Regions from separate parts of the Mus musculus genome. Here regions 2 and 3 are each linked to region 1. A link is a contact called in public promoter capture Hi-C data. All regions are on one chromosome and are shown on one strand. Each heading gives the region's core, a stretch centred on a gene start, on an enhancer-like site or on the middle of the called end of the contact. The rest is flanking DNA. Distances are from core to core; before and after follow the strand shown.

What was found. Promoter capture Hi-C pulls out the DNA fragments that hold promoters and counts their contacts.
Region 2: a contact with region 1 is called in a promoter capture Hi-C map of pre-B cells, with 4 times the contacts expected there. The contact joins the promoter of Tnfrsf19 here to the promoter of Rnaseh2b in region 1. A contact is called at or near these places in 5 of 39 promoter capture datasets (the C10 cell line, hippocampal neurons, liver and 1 more) and 1 of 484 Hi-C or Micro-C datasets (CD4 T cells).
Region 3: a promoter capture Hi-C map of liver shows a contact between it and region 1, with 4 times the contacts expected there. The contact joins the promoter of Pinx1 here to the promoter of Rnaseh2b in region 1. A contact is called at or near these places in 1 of 39 promoter capture datasets (liver) and 1 of 484 Hi-C or Micro-C datasets (CD4 T cells).

What each region holds. Positions count from the first base shown.
Region 1 is chr14:62,329,901-62,334,352 of GRCm38.p6, forward strand. Rnaseh2b (ribonuclease H2, subunit B) reads left to right here and starts at 2,168. Exons shown (of 11, transcript NM_026001.3): 1 at 2,168-2,276. The coding sequence starts at 2,216. Gm41173 (a long non-coding RNA gene) reads right to left here and starts at 2,155. Exons shown (of 2, transcript XR_874686.3): 1 at 1,962-2,155; 2 at 1-428.
Region 2 is chr14:61,045,590-61,049,811 of GRCm38.p6, forward strand. Tnfrsf19 (tumor necrosis factor receptor superfamily, member 19) reads right to left here and starts at 1,266. Exons shown (of 10, transcript NM_013869.5): 1 at 526-1,266. All of the region lies in intron 2 of Gm41167 (a long non-coding RNA gene), which reads left to right.
Region 3 is chr14:63,857,240-63,861,593 of GRCm38.p6, forward strand. Pinx1 (PIN2/TERF1 interacting, telomerase inhibitor 1) reads left to right here and starts at 3,073. Exons shown (of 7, transcript NM_028228.3): 1 at 3,073-3,208. The coding sequence starts at 3,190.

The sequences.
Region 1 (4,452 bases), core at 918-3,417:
ATTTGGGTGGTTATTGAACTCAGAGGAACCTCAAAGTAATAAAATTGATGCTATGATGTATTAATAATAAACTGGCTTAGGAAACACCAAGGTACACAGAGTAGAATTTAGCTAAAGGAACTCTGCCTCGTGCCTGGGAGAGAAGTGCCCTAACGAGGCTTGTGAGGAACTGTGGAAGAAAACTCTGTACCACAGTAGACGTTTAGGATTACTGAGAACGTTTCTGCTAATTCTTGGTCACCAAGACTGATTTCCAGTTAAGCTCTAGTCCCATAACAAGGCTTACAACTAGCCATTAGGCATATCCCCATATCAAGAACATGCCTCCGAGGGGTGGCTCAAGGGAGTAGCACAGGGTCACAACCATCATTAAGTCCTGGTCTGTCCTCAAGTTCTCTGTGCTCTCAACAGGAAACGTGTAATTCTGCCTGGTGGACAAGAACAAAAGGAACACTAGTGTACTTAAATAGTTCAGGCAATATCTTTGCTGAGTAAATCTCCCATTTGCCCAAGCAAGGGACCAGACCTGCCGTCTCTTGTGTCTGTTTAAACTTTCCAAAGTGTAACCTGGGGCTGGAGCCTGAAAGATTTATGTGAAATGCATAAGCCTAAAATGTAAGCTAACAACATCTTCTCTATAAGGCCTCCTCCCTGAGCATTAGACACACACACACACACACACACACACACACTATCATTAAAAACCATTTCCATTATTAATCCCTCAGTGTGCAGTGATTTCTCTGTGGCTGGGCATGGGAATCCTGTTAATCCTCTGTGTACTGAACCACCTTGATGGTCCAATTGAGTCAAAATTCTTAATTCTCAGCCAGCATGAAACGCAAAGCCAGTCCTAGGGGGACCCCTTTCCCTCCAGAGTCCTCTTCTGTCTTTGTATCCTGACTCATCTTCCTGACTCTTATCCACAGCCAGGGGAGACTAGCACAGGAATAGAGCTGTACTGGGTAAAGCAGTTCTCACTGTGGCCAAGTGCTGGGACAGTTGCTGCACAAATGACACTGATCTTGCTTTTGTCTGAGAGAATCACGAAATGTCCCTGCGTGGCCTTATTTTTTCGTGGTCTTACAATGGTCTGGTCAGAGGTGGGTATTATATATATATTTTTTTTAATTAGGTATTTTCTTCATTTACATTTCAAGTGCTATCCCAAAAGTCCCCCATACCACCCCCCCCTACCCACTCACTCCCACTTCTTGGCCCTGGTGTTCCCCTGTACTGAGGCATATAAAGTTTACAAGACCAAGGGGCCTCTCTTCCCAATGATGGCCGACTAGGCCATCTTCTGCTACATATGCAGCTAGAGACATGAGCTCTGGGGGTACTGGTTAGTTCATATTGTTGTTCAGAGGTGGGTATTTTTAAGGGCTTCATGCCTCAGGAGGGAATCTCAGCCTATGTTTTAAGATCCAGACCAACTTCTGGTTGCTCTATGTAATTTCTCAAAAGCTTTGACCACCTTTATAACTCAGACCTCCACATTTATGTTGCCTGTGTCTCACATTGCTCCCTCTACAAAAACAAAATACAAAGTGCCACTAGACTGGATAACAAAAGACATAAAGTGCATAGTCTGCCTAGAAAGAACACTTCAGAACAAGCTTCCTGATCGGCAGCTGGCCCTTTGAGAGAATCCCCTCTCCACCTCCCTAGTCAGGGCTTAATTGTTTTCTCTATAGCCCCGAGGTGAGCCCTAGGCAACAAGACACCACTTTTGCTCACAACCATTCTAGCACTTGGGAGGTTCCTGATCCAGTATTCAAAGCCAGCCAGGGCGGCATACTTTGAAGGTCAGTCCCCGCTGGGTGGTGGACCTTGTGTCAAAACCAAACCACACCCAAACTAAGTCTCGTTAATACTCTAAAGATTTATCCTAAATAACAAATTCGTATGTTGAACTCCAAATTATAAGCATAATTTGGGTTGTATCTTTAAAAAATTACCTTAACTATCAAATTGGCCCACAGCCAATTTGAAGGCTGCTCGCCCGCATTAGGAACCTCAATGTATGAAATACACGCACGAGCAGCGCCCGTAGAATGAGAGTGAGAAAAACGAGGAGCTCCACACCCTCCACTGACAGCAGGGCCCGCGCAGATTTCAAAAAAGGAAGCCGAGCGGGCGGGCCCGGAAATGGAGGCAGGCTGGTGGCCCCGGTTGGCGGGCCCCTCGGCGCCACTTCCGGCAGGGCGCGACCATGGCCGGAGGTCGGGACCGCGGGGACTTGGCGGCCAGGCAGCTAGTGTTCCTACTTCCAGGTAAACGCGGGAGGCGCGTGGGCCTAGGTCGCTGGTGGCGGCAGCGGCAGCGCGGGTTTTTTTTTTTTCCCAGGCCAGCACCGGTCCGCAAGGTCCTAGCGAGCGCGGACCCGGATTCGGTGCCCCGCGCTTTGCTAAGCATCCTGGTCACGTGTCACAACACGCGGGAAAACTCCAAACCCGGAAGCGACGGCAGCGTTTGCGCGGATTCCCTGGGGCGGGTCCAGCCACTCGGCCTGCGGCGGGCAGCGGGGGTCCCGGGACTCTGCTGTCCCCTGGGAGTTACTGGATCTCTGTAGCTCAGCGTCTAGAATCTTACCAGCTCCAAACCAGAGGTCGCAGTAGTCCCATGCTGAGCCGCTCTGCTGCTCTGGAAAGGCAAGGGTGGCCAGGCATAAGGGAGCCTGGATGGGGTTTATGTGAGCGTGGTTTGAAACAATTCCAGGACATGGTGACAGTCAAAAATCCCAGAACCAGGCCACTCAGTGTCCCTGTAGATGATGACCAGCTATCAGGGCATGTGGTGGCATGCGACAGCCATTGCCATATGAGGAGGGCAAGTGAAATAAATTTGGGTTAGGGAATGCAAGCCAGAAACACTCTGTCATTTTACAATGATACATTTGATGTTAGAATACGCGTGAAGAAGGAAACTTCCCAGTCACTTTAATTTTGAGTTTTAGTTTAGCAAATGCAGAGCATTTTTACAGCAAATATATTTCACCAGGGTATAGATATCCAGTGATGATAATTTTTATAATCTTTATGTAACGACCTGACACTTACTTTGGATACACAGCTTCTCTCCTGTGTAAAAAGTTAAACACATTCAAGTGTATGGATTTTGGGTTTGCAGCTCACTCAACTGAACCCTGTATGCTGCTGACCAAGAAGAGTAGCTTTCCAGCTAGCAGCTCATACACCCGTCTTCTAGAGAACCCCAGGCTTTCTGTCATCAAATTAGTTTTGCCTGCTTGGACCCCTGTGACTTTTGTATCTGTCTTCCTTCCCTCCGTACCACGTCTGCCAGATCCATCCATGGCTGTTCCATGGGTTTTGTTGGCTGGTTCTTAAAAATTGCTTCTGGTTTGCTGTATGCATATCAATGCTACTACTCTCCGGAGGATGGATGGCATTAGGTGTTCCTCCTGGTTTGCACCTAGTAGGAGTTACACCTCTGGCAGCATTCTTTTGAGGCTGTTGGTGGACATTGGCATTCATTTCTTCGGAGTGTCTGTATCCTGGAGTGGAAGCTGCTTTTGGGTGCTTGTTGGGTTAGCTTTAGTTCTGCAGAATGGTTTTCTGAAGTGGTTGATACGGCTTCGTCCTGACTCCAGCTGCCTATGATGAGTCCAGTTAAGCCGTAACCTCACTGATAGTGCTTGGTAAAGCAGCTAGTGAGAATTCCTGGTGTTGGTGAGCCATCAGAAGGCTAGCTGAACACCTTAGTTTAGCTGGGAGAGGGGAGAGCCTCCTTTCACCCTTCTGTTACATCAGTATATTTGATTTTTGTAGTAGGATCCCTAATCATTCTTTTTGCAATCAAACATGTTAATACTATATAGTAGTTTGCAATAATTTGAGGGGTTTTGTTTTGTTTTGTTGGCTGTTTCACTGACATTAATTTCCTTCTTAAAGTGTGTCATAATCGTACCAAGCACAAAACTGAAAAGACTCGATGTTGAATGCATCCCTCAAAGAGAAAGGTGTAGTAGATCTACTGGGAGGGAGGGGTGAGACGCATTGCCACCTGGTTTCTGTTCAAAGCTGAGGTGTCTGTCCTCTCACCTTTTTTTACCCTTCAGGCAAGGTGCTCTCTCACCTACTCATTAGGCTGATAGTGGTTGAGGGTTCTAAAACTTAAAACTTGGGCTTCCTGACTTCTGCTCTTCCAGGTGGCCTTTAGTGCCACCTGCAGGCTCTAAGGGTCCAAACACGTTTGATAGCAGCTATGGGGTCTGCCCTCCAATGTAAGGGCACCGGCCTCCTGGGAGTGAGACTTCATTTGTGAAGGTTCTGAGCTAGTCTGTCCTGGGCTAAGACCCAAAAATATGCTTGCTCTTCTAGTAAAGACTCAAGCACCGTTACTGGCTGGTCTAATACCCCCCGGAACTGCTGTATCGAGGACCAGCCTGGGGAGCTGGGGTCCTGGGTAACCGCACCTGAGGCTTGACTG
Region 2 (4,222 bases), core at 16-2,515, 1.3 Mb before region 1:
CAGTCCTAAATGCCTTTGCAGAGATTCCCTTGGGAATGCGAATGGCAAGGACACATGTGCGATAGATTCACATCTCCCGGAGGCCGGAGAATAAAGTAGTAATATTGCTAGGATTGCTAGAGAGGAGTTTTGCTCCGTAGGGTGGGGGGAGATAGGGGAAGAGAAAGGAAGGTGGGGTGGGAGTGAGGGGGTGTTAACAGAATCCCACCGTTTCTAAATAAAGTAAGAGGAGGTTTTCCAGCCCAGCTTCCAGCGTCTGAAACCCTGCTGGCAACAAACATTAGCGAGGCTCTGTTTTTGTCCTGTTGGAACTACTCACTTCCAAGTAAGATTTGCATGACAGATATCAAACTCTTGTGCAAACCGCGAAACAATTGCATCAAGAATCAAATTCAGTTTCACGTGCACGCAGCCTGGTGCTGGACTTGGCTTCAGGCATGCTTGCTGGGAGCTGATAGCCATTTTTCCCCCTTTGAACATGCGAGGAAAACGCAGTGAAAGTTCCAACCACACACGAACGCCTACCTGCTACTCGCCAGTGCTGTGCTCCAGACTCACGCTTTCCGCAGCTTGGTAGCACTTCCGCGCCAAACGCTTTTACCTTCCCAAAAATGTGTGTGGGCGCAAGCCCAGACAAACTTCAAATCCAGGAAAATGGATTACCCGCGCAGATCAAAGGCAGGCGAACTAGGAGATGGAGTGCCTGTAATCTGATCGCCGATCAGTTGCTGCGCATCAAAGGCAAGGCTGAGTTTACTCGCTACGCGCGCAGATCTAGAAAGTTCGCTACCGTCTGGTTCTTTTGTTAAACGTGGGCCACGTTGTTCTGCCCCAGCTCTGGAGAGCAGGCTTCCCCAGCCTGGGCTGAGCGGCTGGATCTGCAGCTCTCTCTCGCGGTGCCCCAGCTGGGCTGCCTAGTGCCAGCGCTGCTGCGCCGCATCCCTTTCATCTCGCTGAGTGGCAGCTCCCATGACATCATGCCGTGCCGTGGGGCTGGCCGGGAGAAGCCAGTCAGCCTGATTTCTAGTCGCGTTGGTCTGTGCCTCGCCCGCGACAGCCCTGCAGTGTGTCTCTTGGCTGGGAGGGACACACCAGGACTGCTCTGGGCCTCTGTGCTCCGGGCCTGTAAGGTCCTGGATCGTTGCAGGTTCCAGTAGACAGCATCAAGCCGCTGCCTGTGACAAAAAGCACGAAGTCCCTACCAGAGCAGGGTAGTCCGAAACGCAGCAGAGCGGCACAGCAGTGTTTAATTAGGCCGTTTCTCCGAACACCTGCCTTACACCGCCAGGGTCACAGGCAAACGTTTTAAAAAGCTTGATTCCCCACCCCCAACCCCACGCGCGCGGCTCCCCACCCCAACACACACATACTGCGACAAGTCTTTAAGAATTAGTAAAATGTCTTTTCCTGGTGAAAGTATTACAGGTGGCGCCAGTCAAGTATGGCTTTCATTGAGTGAAGGAGTGGATACTACAACTTACAGAGATACCGCCACTAGCTCACTGGACACCTGGGTCAGAAGCTTGTTAATCTAAATTTGGGGTCCTAATAAAACAACAACAACAAAGGATGCCTTCCTTCTGAGTTGCAATCATGGATACCTCTAGCGACTCCTAAAAGTCACAGAAAGGTGACTTAGAGGAAAGCATTTGCTTGCAATCACTCCACAGCTTCTGTCCCAGGCAAAGCACAAATCACAGTTTGGATCCAGCTGAGAAATCGCCACCTTATTTTCTGTACTGTAAAACGGAACTTAGTGTCCGTTGTTTAGAATACCCACGAGGCTGGTAAAGCACTGTGGTCGGAATGTGGCATGTTTTTGAACATGGAGCTGTTTATTCTGGGAGAGAGAAAAGATTTCCATTATATGATGGAACTGCATCTGTTTGCAGAAGGGCACTGAAAAATATCATCTGCAGCACCCTTAGAGGAACCCACTTCCTTCCTGTGACTTCCTTCTCTTATCAGTTGCATCTCATTTTTCCTGGTGTGATATTTAAAAATAGTTTATGCCCTGTCTATCTCCAGCTGTCTTTGATTCCTGTGTAAATCTTGATGGCAAAATACTTGGTTTGTGAGTTCATTGTAACACTTAAATAGATCTATTTGGTTTCCAGTATTTTTCCCCAGTGGGAGGTGGAGGCTGAACCCCAGGGCCTGTTCATGCCCTCCATCTCTGAAATGTCCCTGAGACACATGGGGCTTACTTTGTACTTGTTTGTTTTCTTTTTCCTTTTCGAGACAGGGTCTCCAGTGTCATGAGCTGGCCTCAAAAGTGCTGTTTATTCAAAGACAGCTTTGAACTCTTGATCCTCCTAAAGGCTGGAATTACAGACATCCACTGCTACATTCAGTTTATGTGATTATGGTTTCTGAACTTAGGGCTTCATGCATATTAAACAAGCACTCCACCAATTGAACAATGTACCCAGCCTCACATCCTTCAAATGAGCAGGCATGCTTTTGCATACTATCCCAAGACACCTGTACCTACAGAGCTCCTGAGCTCCAAGGACTCATGAAATCAGGGGCAAACTATTTCCAAGAAGGCTGACTTTTCTCTGAGGTAACCCAGATGTTCCATGGTCTAGGGTCCATGCCCAGAGCCTTCATCAAGTTTGCTGTTCCAGAGCCAATGGAAACTGCTAGGTGCTCTTATCTCTGGGTGAGCAAGTTGCTTACAGGTCTCTACAGTTTACCACCCATGGGAAATGGGCAAGGATTGAATTCAGATGCTTATGTTTCTAGAAGCTTCCAGAAGGCATCTGGAAGCTACAGCTTCAAGGAACACGCCAGTCAAACCAGCTCTACGTGAATCTCACAAAGCAACACTGGTTGCTCAAATGCCTTAGCCCTATGCACTTGAGTTGGTCTTTTCTGAGACAAGAACTATCCATGTGGGAAATGAATCAACCCTGATGTTAGAGCCCCAGCTGTCCCCAGATGCAGAGGGTGGCTAAAGGCTGGTCTCCAAGGAAGAGTGACGGCTTGTTTGCACTGTGCTCAACTGAACTTCCTGCAATGTGAGATGTGTGTGGCCCAGCCCTTGAGACTCTGAAGGCAGTTGAGGGCTTGAAGGGGAGGCTCATCCCCTTTACCTCCAGGAGGCACAGAAGAAGGTGGGCAAAATCATTCAGCCAGTCAAGAAACTTGCTGCCAAGTCAAATGACTTAAGTTTCATCCCTAGGACCCACATGTTATTCACTGAGCTCACATGCACACACGATTAAATAAATAAATAAATAAATAAATAAATGTAATAATTTTAAAGATTAAAAGAGAACACAGATAAGTGAAATAAAATTAGATATTCTGTGTCCAGGAACCTATCACTATACTTGACATAAAGTCATGTGTCATTTAACTATGGGGATTTTTTTTTCTGAGAAATCTATCATGCAAACATCAGAATGGGTTACACAAATCTAGATAGTGTTATCTACCATACACTTAGGGAATCTGGTATACACACACACACACACACACACACACACACACAGAGAGAGAGAGAGAGAGAGAGAGAGAGAGAGAGAGAGAGAGAGAGAGAGATTAGTATATTGTTCATGATGAACCAAGTAATATTAAATTCAAACTCAGAGAAGGTGATGCAGTTGGAAGATGGAGTGGATAGTGGCAGAGTAACAGGCCTGTGTTACAGTGTTACAGTGTTACAGTGACCTTTTTTTTTAAATAAGAAAGCATATACTATTGATAATGAAAAAACATAAACACATAACTACACGAACCAGCAGCATGGTGCCTGTTGCTATTAACAAGTATTATGTCACATATTCTGGGACACAGCTATCTTAGGAACACTCAGCCACAGCATTTTGTCATTAACTCCTGGTTCCTTATCACAGCATAAATGGCAACTCTTACTCTCTTTACAAAGTTGCACTTTGGCCACTTGACTATGCAGCTGGAGAGTCAGCCTTTTGATACAGTAGAGTTGGATACAGTTCTCTAACATTGTAACTGGTCAGACAGACATCATCAAAGGACAGAAAGAGCTGCTGGGGAAGCATGGAGGAGAGGCCTCTCATGTTGCCCCTCCACCGCCACTAATTTTCTCATCCCTGGAAACATCCTTCCTTTGTTTATGTATTCTTCTTCATTGGTTTTTTTTTTTGCTCTTGCTTCTTCTCCCTCCTCATCCTTCTATTTCTTCGTTTGAGACAGAATTTTATATGTATTCCAGGCTAGCTTCTAATTCATGATC
Region 3 (4,354 bases), core at 1,823-4,322, 1.5 Mb after region 1:
CTTTGCTTTTGAATCTCTCACCCATCTTCTCTCTTAAAAAATATGTGATCCTAGCCCGGGGTGGGGTGGGGGGCTGACGACTAAATTGTTTTATGTTTCAAGTCAATAATTTAGAAATGAATCAGTTGTCAATAATATAAAATACATATTAGTCCTATGAAGGGCAAATCTGAAGATGTATGCACCGGAAAAATCACAGGGATTTCCTCTGAAACACTTTTCTAAAATTCTTCTGCGCTGGTGGCAATTTTTGACTCACAGTATTTTCAGCTGTTTAAAGAGAGGCTGGGTTCTGAAAAAAGATGTGTGAGGCTTGTACTGGTGTTTGTTAACTAAGATTCCTCCTCCAAGTGTGAGTGCATTCACCCTCCTAAATATCTGCATCCAAGGAAATGACAGGAGATATTGTCCTCAGTTATTGTGCTTTGGAAAGACGGGTCTGGAACTGAAGATTGTTGCTCTGTGCCAATGTGTAATTTGCCTGTCTTAGTCCATTTGAGCTGTTGTAACGAAATACTTAAAGTGGCTTATAAATAACAGAAAATTATCCTTCAAGGTCCTGGAGGCTGAGTCCAAGGTCGAATGGCTGCCAGATTTGGTTTCTATGAGGGCTGATTCCTGGTTACCAGAGGCTGTCATGCTGCTGCATTCTTAGAGCATATGAGAGAAGAGGACATCTGGCTTCTCATTCTCTCTCTCTCTCTCTCTCTCTCTCTCTCTCTCTCTCTCTCTCTCTGAAAAGCACCAATCCCATCCTGAGGCTCCTTGGTCATGATCATGCACACACACCCTTAAAGGCACCACTTCCTCATCCCATCTCCTTGGGGGTGAAGGTTTCAGCCCATGAGTTAGTCTCCTTATAGTGGGTCTGCTCTTCTCTCTGAGCTTCCATGTCCCTGCCAGTTGTGGGAGGGACTATTGCTAACAATCCCCGAAGCTACCAGGGCCAACTGCTGCCATGCACCCCATCCCTAGGAGGTTACTGACCTCTTATCAGCCCCTGGCCATTCTGTGTAGTAAAGAAGCAAGCATGAGCATATTTTCTGACGACAAGACAAGCATCGATTGAGCCATTCCCGTTTCTAACCTCCCTCTCCCTTTGCCCATCTTTCTTTTTCTGTTTTGAGCTGTGACAACTTTTACTTTTTACCTCTGATGTTTCAAAAAAGTCACCTTGAATCGGGAATTCCACTCGGGAATTCCACTCAGCACAGTCTTTCTTCCTGGGAACAGCACACCATGGCTAGCTCTAGGAAAGGATACGGCGACCCCTTGCTCAGTCAGGTTCAGGCTACACATGGCTGAATTCCGAGCCCCATTAGCCAATATTAATAATGAAAGAGGAATGACGGTAGAAGGCACAAATGAATCATGTCAACCTGCTCTCTTCCCGGAGAATCACTGAGGATTTAGCAGAGAGCAGGAGTTTCACTCTCACAGCTACAGAATATTTTTTACATAATGCATGCTAAACTTCACACTGACAGTCTCAGGAACTTTTCCGGTTGCCTTTTATTTCTACAATGATTAAATAATTTACTAGCTTACTTTTTTTTTTTTTAATCACCAAGACTAGTTTCTGCTCTAGGCAAAGCCAGGATAGAAACAGGTTCCATACAGTGCCCTAATAAACTTGCTTCAGACTCCAGGGCTGCGTGGATTGCATACTTTCCTTTCTGTCCTCTCCACACTTGCTCCTCCAATTCTTCTTAAACTGGGGTTAATGGACAATAGAAGTTTACGATGCTCCCCAAAGATGTTTTCAAACAAACAAAGGACAAAGACTTTCAAAGGTAGCTGATGCTGTGATCCAGGGACACTCACCAGGAATTCTACTCTTTGGTGAATCTGCCTTGTCCTGTAAAGATCTTTTAGAGAGGAGTGAGGGGTCATACATCAAAGCTGGTGTCCTCACTGAATGTGAGGAAATGCTCCTGTGTGCCCTCCTTCTTTAAAGCTCACCGTTTACCTGGGCTTGGGCTTGGTTATCTAGAACAGGAACCCTGGCCCAGGGAAAGGGAAAGGATTTGGGGCAAAGCCCAGATATCCTAAGTAGGTGATTTGGTCAGACCCAGCCCCATTGCCACACGGTCACATTTACTGCCTCTTCTTTCTTGTTAATAATTGGTGGTCAAGTACACAATCATTCTTGGCTGGGGGCTATCAATGTCCTCATCTTACAGGTAGGTAAACGTGACAGTCATGCCTGATTCTCAGGTCCTCCAGCACAGCCCTATTTCACCAGCACACTGCATCATAGAAGAGTTGCCCTGAGTGCATCGGGGGTCTACATGGTATCTTGTTAGGTCTGATGAAAAATGGATGTGACCTTCCTAAGGAAAGACAAAACGAGGGAAGAAGAGCCTTTGGAAGGTAAGGGCACTGGCCGGTGCTGAAGGCATGGCTAAACAAAGAAGATTTGAGAAAAGCTAAGGTCTATTTGGAAGTCGAAGCCTTGACAAAGAAAGGGACGTTGAAGGGAGAGGCTAGAGGAAAAAAGGGCAAATAAACAGCGTGGGAGATAGCTGAGGTCACACCTTTGGAGGAGACAGGACAGCAAAAAGAGGGAACAGAATGTGACAGGACGCATTGAGCAAAAATGCCAGGGAGAGCGATGGAACTGGGAAAGGCCTCTGGGATTTAAGTCTGTCACAGCGAAGACCACGAAAGAGTTAACATTTCTCGGCCGGCCGTTAAGCACAAAACCACGGTGTTTCATTTGACTTTGCCAGCTAGGTGGCTGTTTCTGCCTTCTCTCCCTCCCTCCCTCCTCTCTCAGCATCCCACAATGGGCAGAGGTAGAGTGTGAAGAGCATAGGTCCCTTCCAGTGCCAATACCTTCCTCTTCGGCCGTCTCTCCAGCTCTTTAAATGTACCCATGGTTCACAGAACCCCGGACAACTCTAAGGTTGCTTGCACACCCGCTTTCAGAGTTAAACTGCGAACTGCGCACGAACCAGCTCTGCCCCAGCCCTAGAAAGAATCTGTGCCTCAGTCCCCCAAGGCGGGTCCGCCCCTCCGCTTCATGCAGTTGGTAGCGAGTCGCGCGTGGTGACGTCAGTAGTACGCGCCCCAGCGAAGCTCTCCACCCGGCGTGCTTTCCGAGCCGGCTTCTTCCTTAACCGCGCTTCAGGTTCCTCATAACCGCTGGGCGTCAGGCCAGAGGCAGCGTTCGACAAACTTGAGACAATGTCGATGCTAGCAGAGCGTGAGTGTCTGCCGAGCTGGACGACCGGGTGATGGGATGACGGGGGCGCGGGTGTTCAGGCCCGAGTGGGGACAGCAGTGACTGCCGGGCCCGCGAGGGACAGAGAACAGCAACGTCCCGCAGACTCAGTTCCTGGTACTAAAGGCTCGGGTCGTGCGCGCACGCGTGCATTCCGACATTCAGGACACCGAGTCTCAGACTGTTGTTCCTGGAGATTCTTTCACTTTTCCAGGCTCGAACCAAGTGTCCTGGGGTTTCACAAAGATAGGTCCCATAGCATCGCTTCAGGCCCTGAATTCCAACTGTCCAAAATGTATTGGACCCAGAGGAAAAAAGCAGAAGGATTACAAGTGTCAGGCAGTGATAAGTTCTTGACCGGAGTGCAGGCTGATGAATGGTTTTAATCGAGACTGAGAGATAGTAGCTGTGGTTAGCCTCTGAAGTCCACTAATTCCCTCCCCAGAAGCTACTTTGTTCCTGAATGAGACTACGTGTAGCTATGGATTCTTGCCACCAGTTGGCAGTCGTGTGATGCTCACAAAGAACTGGCTTTTAACTTTTCCTGGAAGTTGTGTAGCTATCAAAGAACATAAACATATTATTTTCTTTTTTAAAAGATGCCATCGTGTCTATCGGGCAGTGGTGGCGAACTCCTTTAACCCCAGCCCTCGGGAGGCAGAGGCAGGCGAATTTCTGAGTTCGAGGCCAGTCTGGTCTACAGAGTGAGTTCCAGGATAGCCAGGGCTACACAGAGAAACCCTGTCTCGAAAAAACAAAACAAACAAACAAAAAAAGTCACTGTGGCGTTTTAGAACAAAGCATGTTTTAGTGGAGCACACTGCTTTTCCTGAAGGCAGCTCAATAGGTTATAGACTGGAAACTGCTCTTTCTAGGTAGATCCCTCTTCCTGGCAGTTCACCTGGTCTCTACTTCCATGAAAATGAACTAGTCTCTGCCTCACCCAGGCTTTAAAGATTTTAGTGAGGTAACTGGATGAATCTAGTTTGGAATGTCAGTGGTATACAGGATGAACAAGTGACCTGACAGCCAGTTCTTTATGCAGCAGGGCAGTGCATCTTGGGTCAGTATGTGACAGGGATGCCTTTCTTAGGGGAGAGGCGGGCTCCTTACAAACCTTGGTCAGCA